Linked DNA regions of Ovis aries: region 1 is linked to region 2. Evidence: chromatin contacts called from public Hi-C data. All regions are on one chromosome and are shown on one strand. Each heading gives the region's core, a stretch centred on a gene start, on an enhancer-like site or on the middle of the called end of the contact. The rest is flanking DNA. Distances are from core to core; before and after follow the strand shown. Region 1 has its middle 180 kb from the start of TRNAS-GGA. Region 2 has its middle 28 kb from the start of TPRG1.

The links. A called contact is a pair of places that touch in the nucleus more often than the background predicts.
Region 1: a Hi-C map of muscle shows a contact between it and region 2, with 5 times the contacts expected there. The contact joins two enhancer-like sites. A contact is called at or near these places in 9 of 16 Hi-C or Micro-C datasets (hypothalamus, liver, mesenteric adipose tissue and 5 more).

Annotation. Positions count from the first base shown.
Region 1 is chr1:199,178,396-199,181,682 of ARS-UI_Ramb_v3.0, forward strand. No RefSeq gene overlaps it. Among named protein-coding and RNA genes, the nearest start is that of TRNAS-GGA, 180 kb to the right of the region's middle. Within about 2 kb of position 1,341, at least 48 of the 54 cell types and tissues checked have an H3K27ac peak or open chromatin away from gene starts, as enhancers often do. A contact at or near this core is called in muscle and tail adipose tissue, where this site is marked.
Region 2 is chr1:199,000,908-199,004,400 of ARS-UI_Ramb_v3.0, forward strand. No RefSeq gene overlaps it. Among named protein-coding and RNA genes, the nearest start is that of TPRG1, 28 kb to the left of the region's middle. Within about 2 kb of position 1,789, at least 18 of the 54 cell types and tissues checked have an H3K27ac peak or open chromatin away from gene starts, as enhancers often do. A contact at or near this core is called in muscle and tail adipose tissue, where this site is marked.

The sequences.
Region 1 (3,287 bases), core at 91-2,590, 180 kb after region 2:
GTTTGGATATCAGGGGGAAGTATCTGTTTGGCAATCCAACAGGGCCAGACAGCTTGAGAGGGGTGGATTTTAGGGGCTACCCCCTTGTGAGTATTCAAACCTTTGAAGCTTCATGGTAAGACTACTTTATATTCCTATGTTTCTCAGGAGTATACACAGATCCGCAAGTTTGGACCTTGGGGCTTTCAGAGGAGTCAAAAGTCAGTGACACTAAGTCAGTCAGTGACAATAAGCAGAGCTTTGCAGTTTGCAAGTGACAGTCACTTTTGAGCCTCATGATTTTGCTAGATGGGTCAGGAAGGTGTTACTGCGGCCAGCAACTGACATATAAGGGAATGAAGGAGTAGACAAATGGATGACTCATCCAAGGTCACACAGTAAGTGACAGAGCTCAAGTCTCCTGGAGCCAGCCACGTACCCAGACAGCCACCCCACAGCCTGCTCTCAGAAAGGAGACCAGAGAGGAGAAAGGAAGAGAAGGCCACGTAGGAGGAGGGAAGGAGGCAGAGGGAGCATCGCAGAAGAGGAAGGGCAAACCCTCCCCTCTAGTCCTGGGATCTGGGATGGACCTAGAACCTGTTCCACTAATCCTTCCCCACCCCACTCCCATTTCTCCTCCAGGACCCAATTAAATGCGCCAGAGGCTGTGCGGTAGGCAAGGGCTGCCGGGTAACATCTTTCCAGAGGCGCGAGCTTGGCCCCGCGGGGTGGCCCGGCCTTTCAAAGGCCACTTGTACACTGGGACGCCGCGCAGGGGCGGCCAGAGAGCCCGGGCCAGGAGGAGGGGCTGGGCCTGCCTTTGGTGCCTAGAAATCAAAGCAGCCAACCTTGGGGCTTTTTCTTCCCCTCACACTGAGGCACTTTTATTGGCGAGATGAAGGGAGGCAGAGCGGGCCTACAGTCCTCGCTTTGCTTTTGGAGGTTAATGACCCAGTTAGCAGCTCTTGGCTGCGTTTCCGACATTTTGCAGACATCAAGCCCTGCGTCTCTGCCAAGTACATTCTGTTCCCTGGAGCTCATCCAATGCATCTCAGATTACTATGTAATGCGACAAAGAGGGAGAGGTGGCTGGGAGGGGCGGCGGGGAGGGCGGGGGAGCAGGCGGGAGCGGGGAGGGCGGGACGCCAGAGTAGCCGGGTGGGGTTAAGGGGGATGCCACCCCCAATACAGCCACCCTTCTTGATAGGGGGCCCCAAGGTGAGGGTGCGGAGGGGGGCCCCGTGTCCAGGCAGTAAGTGAAGGAATCCTGCGGCTGGGAGCCAAGCCCCTAGCCCGGGGCTAGTGCAGGGTGAAGGCTGCGGGAGACTCCGCGGGCGGAGGGCGGGGAACAGACTGGAAGGGGGTGGGGCTAAGGGATAGGCCCTGCCCCCTGCAGCGCCAGCTGCCTGTGCAGCCCGCTCTCTAATTATAGACGTGAATGGAAAGCGGCAGCTTTTGAATGATTGTGTTGCTCACGCTGCCTTTGGAGGCTGAGGAGCAGGTGCTGCCCCGCTAGATACAAAGTGATTCATTTAACAGCCCTCTTGTCACGCACACACACTCACCGACGTACACGAAACCTCTGGCTTTATCCCACTACTGCCAGGCAGTGGTTCCAAAATTGGTTTAAGAGGCCTGGGCCCCGGGGGTCTGGGGCAAAGACTGTGGTGTTTTTCCTGTCTCTTTCATTCATCCGTCGAAAACTCCCCTTGAATGAGAAAATCCTTAGACTTTTGCAACCTTTGGGAAAGTAGCATCTTATTTTACAGATGGAGAAACTGAGGCTGGGAGAGAAGCTCGGGTGCCCTCGGGACATAGGATGAATCAATGCAGAGCTGAGAGAACCCGATCTCCCAATGGCCTCTCCCTTTCCCTCACCAGGCTGGAACCTGAGCAGCGTTCACTTCAATGACATTAATTTCCAGGCGTGGATCTCAACTCCATTCATCCATCCTCCCCTCTCCTTTCTCCCTGGGCTGCTCCCCCATCCTAGCCAGCACCTCCACCCACTCCCACACAAAACTTGCTAGTGCTGCCGATCCTCACTGGTAGGTTTAACAGTTCCAGAGCTGGAAACTGGGTAACTGAAAACCATGCCCATCTTCCTGTCAGGTATGTGTGAGTCCATCTGCTGTGCCTTCCATCAGCATAACTGCCTCATGAGGAACTGCAGAGGAGGCAATCCTAGACTCGCCTTCCTCAGTGTCTCACCTGTCTGTACGTCCACAGTGGGCCAAGCACACTCATGAGCTTCATGGCCACAGAAGCACAGTAGCAAGTCGTATGGAGTGTCAGCGAGGGACCTGACTTGTTCACAGTCGTCTGCTGGTGAGTGACCAACTTGGGAGCCACACTTGGGACTCCCCCCCTTGTCCTAGGGTGCGTCCAGTACTCATACTGTGGTCTTCCAGGGGAGCAAAGATCCACCTAGCCAGAGAGAGGAGTTGCTCAAAGTGACCTGGGCATCTCCAGCATGGCCATCGGCCTCGCTCCCTATGGCCTTGGATCACTACCCCCATATTCTCACCTCTACCCAAGTCCAGAGTATGAAACTGGGCACAAACAGCTGCAACTTTCCCCAGTGCCAGAAGTCTCCAAGGCCACTCATTGCTCCTGACTCCAAAAACCAAGGCCAGCTTCACTCACTTCTGGGACTAATCTAGCCCTTACCTTTGCTGACCACTCTGGACTTAACTCTAGGTCTGTCTCCCATGTGCGCTCAAGATCTCCACCAGATGTATGAATAAAGAAGCAACAACAAGTAGCACACTGGAAAAAAAGAGAGAGAGAGAAGGAATAGGTAACAGAATATTTTAATTGTTTTGTATTTGCCTCTTTGAAGCAAGGGCTTCCCTGGTGACTTAGTGGTAAAGAATCTGCCTGAAATGCAGGAGATGCAGGTTCAATCCCTGGGTCAGGAAGATCCCCTGAAGAAGGAAATGGCAACCCACTCTAGTGTTCTTGCCTAGAAAAATGCCATGGTCAGAGGAGCCTGGCAGGCTACAGCCCATCGGGTCGCCAAAAGATTCAGATGCAACTTAGCGACTAAACAACAACAACTTGGAAGTAAGGTACTATATCTTAGTCTTTGAAGGTCCCTACCATGCCCAACAAACACAAAATCTAGCCCAATGCACTGAGCAGAGCAGACCCAGAGATATGTTAAAGAATCACAAGACTTTCACATGGCTGAGGAAATTTGTATAAACCTAGGCTGGCCCTTGTCATGAGTGATTCAAGAACATGAGCTTTGTATGTACAAGACCAGCTTTGCTCTGATCATTTGTATAGTATTAAGAAGCAAATCC
Region 2 (3,493 bases), core at 539-3,038:
CAGAATGTTTTTAGGGCAGTAAAACTCTAATGCAACCTCTGTGCTTTGGTTGATTATGATATGTCAGTAGAGGTTCATGGGTAATCGGTGGTAACAAACATACTCCTCTTGGAACAGCTGATAGTAAATGGGGGAGCCACGTGGAATGGCAAGGAATACATAGGAAGTCTCTCTATCTTCCTCTTAATTAAGCTGTGAACCTAAAAGTGCTCTAAAAAACAGTATCTTTAAAAATATCAAGAATAAGTAGCATAATTTTGTCATTAATTTAAAATATAGGAAAATATCTAGGACCTAATATATGAGAAGGACAGGATGTGGTTAGCTCTAGGATCAGAACAGGAAAGGTCACGTTAGTGAAGGGACTGTCCACAGCGGTAGGTATTAAACTATGTTTTGCTGGGCTTCAGTATTGCCCCAAAGCATCTACATGCACCAAGGAAGGGAGATGGAGGGTGGGAGACAATTCTTCAGGCTCTAAACTGTCCCTTCTACTTCACCCTGAATATCTATGGCTTCAGCTAGTTTACATATGGGTTCCATGCTGCTGCTGCTGCTAAGTCGCTTCAGTCGTGTCCGACTCTGTGAGACCCCATAGATGGCAGCCCACCAGGCTCCCCTGTCCCTGGGATTCCCCACGCAAGAACACTGAAGTGGGTTGCCATTTCCTTCTCCAGTGCATGAAAGTGAAAAGTGAAAGTGAAGTCACTCAGTCGTGTCCGACTCTTAGCGACCCAATGGACTGCAGCCCACCAGGCTCCTCTGTCCATGGGATTTTCCAGGCAAGAGTACTGGAGTGGGGTGCCATTGCCTTCTCCGATAGGTTCCATAGGAGACTTCAAATAACTAAAGGGTCTAGAAGCTTGAGAGCATACGTATAGACACTTGTCCAGATTACTTTACCACTGAAACCTGATCCCAGATTTTCCTGCTAACTCATCTTATATGGACTCATTGCCTTACTCAGACATTCAAAGTCTTTCATGGCCTGGCCTCAACCTTTTTCCAGCTTTTGTCTATAACTTCTTTCCCACATTCCTTACTTATCAATCAGATTACCTAACAGTTTACACTCCTAAAATGGTGCTTTTTAAGATACAATTATTTGCTAACATGTCAGGTTTTTCCATTAGACTGGGAGCTCTTCAAGTCGTTTTCAGTCACTCAGTCGTGTCTGACTTTCTGTGACCCCATGGATTGCAGCATGTCAGGGAAGGGCAGGCGTCCCTGTCCTTCACTATCTCCCAGAGTTTGCTTAGACTCATATCCGTTGAGTCAATGATGCCATCTGACCATCTCGTCCTGTCACCCTCTTCTCCTCTTGCCTTCACTCTTTCCCAGCATCACGGTCTTTTCCAATGAGTAGGCTCTTCACATCAGGTGGCCAAAGTATTGGAGATTCAGCTTCAGCATGAGTCCTTCTAATGAATATTTAGGACCGATTTCCTTTAGGATTGACTAGTTTGATCTCCTTGCTGTCCAAGGGACACTCAAGAGTGTTCTCAAGCATCACAGTTCAAAAGCAACAATTCTTTGATGCTCAGTCTTCTTTATGGTCCTTCTTAATGCTCTTCAAGGGCAGGAACCATATTTTGTTCATTATAAGAAGGAAAGTGGGCCCCTTCTCCAAAGTGTTGGTTGAGCAAACGTTCTCACTTGAACTGCAGTGACCAGCAGTTGCCACCAGATGGCAGTGTGCGGACACTTTTCCCTTACCAACCAGAAGGGAGGGGGAAGGTTAGGGCAAATTGCCTTTCATCTCTGTCCTTGCAGACTGACAAACAAATCTCCGCAGACATCAGAGCTTGTGACTGGGCAGGAGACGTCACATGGTGAATCAGAACCTCAGGCGGCTGCTGTATTCCCTCGATACCGCCTCTCTCTGAAAACTTTCCTTCTGGAGGCTGAGAAAGGATTATTCTAGTCTGTGTTCTAGGACAGAGGAACTTGGAGTTGAGTTTGATTGTCACAGGCACACGATGACCATCTTTTCAACACTTAGGAGAAATGGCCACCAACACCCACTGATTGCTGCCATCTGTTGAGGTTTCTTAACCTCCTGCCCAGCCCCACCTACTACGCCCAGGCAACAAGCAGAAGTCAGCCAAACATGCCGGCTAACTTCTGAAGACAGCGGCTTCCCCAAGTTCCTGCCTCCTTCCGCACTGGAGAATCCTGGATGATCAGCTCAGGAGACCTTCAGGTGCTCTGAGCCTGCAGCCCCTCACCGCTTCACTACCTGGGGACCCTGTGCTCTGCTCTGGAATGTCTCAGAAGAAAATGGCTCCCAAATAGAAGACAGCCCCAGGCCAAGTGAAGAAACAAGGAGAAATATCTCCAAAAGACCTTCCAGACTCGAAGTGCCCTGGTACAAAAAGGGCCTTACCTTTTCACTTCCTTCTGTTTCTGTAGGCCTCTAATCTCACCACAGTCCAGGAAGGCAGGAGCCTTCCCTTCTTGCTCCTTTGAAAGCTTCTATGTTGTGTCTCCCATCATCCAAAATGCTCTAGCCCCTCTAAACTTGTCCTGTTCCTACAGACTTCTCCTTTTCTTCACTGCTAGAGTAGAGAGTATAATTGGATATAAGTCAAGAAGATTCTGAAGAGTTCAATTTCTTTTAGTCAAACAAGCTCCCAGTTCTAAGGGGATCTCCCTGAGATGGGTCTCACTGCTAACTCTGCTCCACCTTGAGCAACACACCTCGTTCAGTGGATAGAGGGGTAGTTAAGACCCAAGCTCTGGAGTCAGCAGATGTGGGTCAAATTCTGCCTCTGCCACATCCTAACTACTTGACCTTGGGTGAGTTGTTCAACCTCTCCAAATCTTAGCTTCCTCATCTATAGAATGGACGAAGCATCTACATATCTCAGAGGGATGTTGTACTCATTAAATAAGGCTTGTAAAGTATTTAGCACAGTACCAATTCAAGGGGCATTAAGTAAATGCTCGGACTCACTATTAGCATTAACAGAAATACCCTGCAGAAGACACAGCTCACTAGAAGTAACTCTTGGTGTGATATGCTAGAGAAGGAAATGGCAACCTACTCTAGTATTCTTGCCTGGAAAATTCCATGGACAGACGAGCCTGGTAGGCTACAGTCTATAGGGTCACAAAGAGTCAGACACGACTGAGCCACTTCACTTCACTTTACTTCACATTCAGCAAAGCTGCAGAAACATCTAAAGACTCCAAAAGCTTTTCATAAATCCTACTGGGACCTATCCCTTCAATGAGATCCGTTTTGCTTTTATTTGTTTAGTTTTTTATTCAGTAGGATCTAACTGAGCTTATAAGCTGTGGCAAGCTCAAGGGAGGCTGGGAAGGTACATATAAGACAGCCTCTGTCCTCAAAGAACTCAGAGCACATTGAGGAACCCACCCACAAGCAATTATAATGTAGTGGGATCTGTGCTTGAACCTGGGTAAACACACCATCCTGCAGATGCAGAAGGAGGGAGCCTGAGATCCAGCACATCTTGCAAGGCATTGT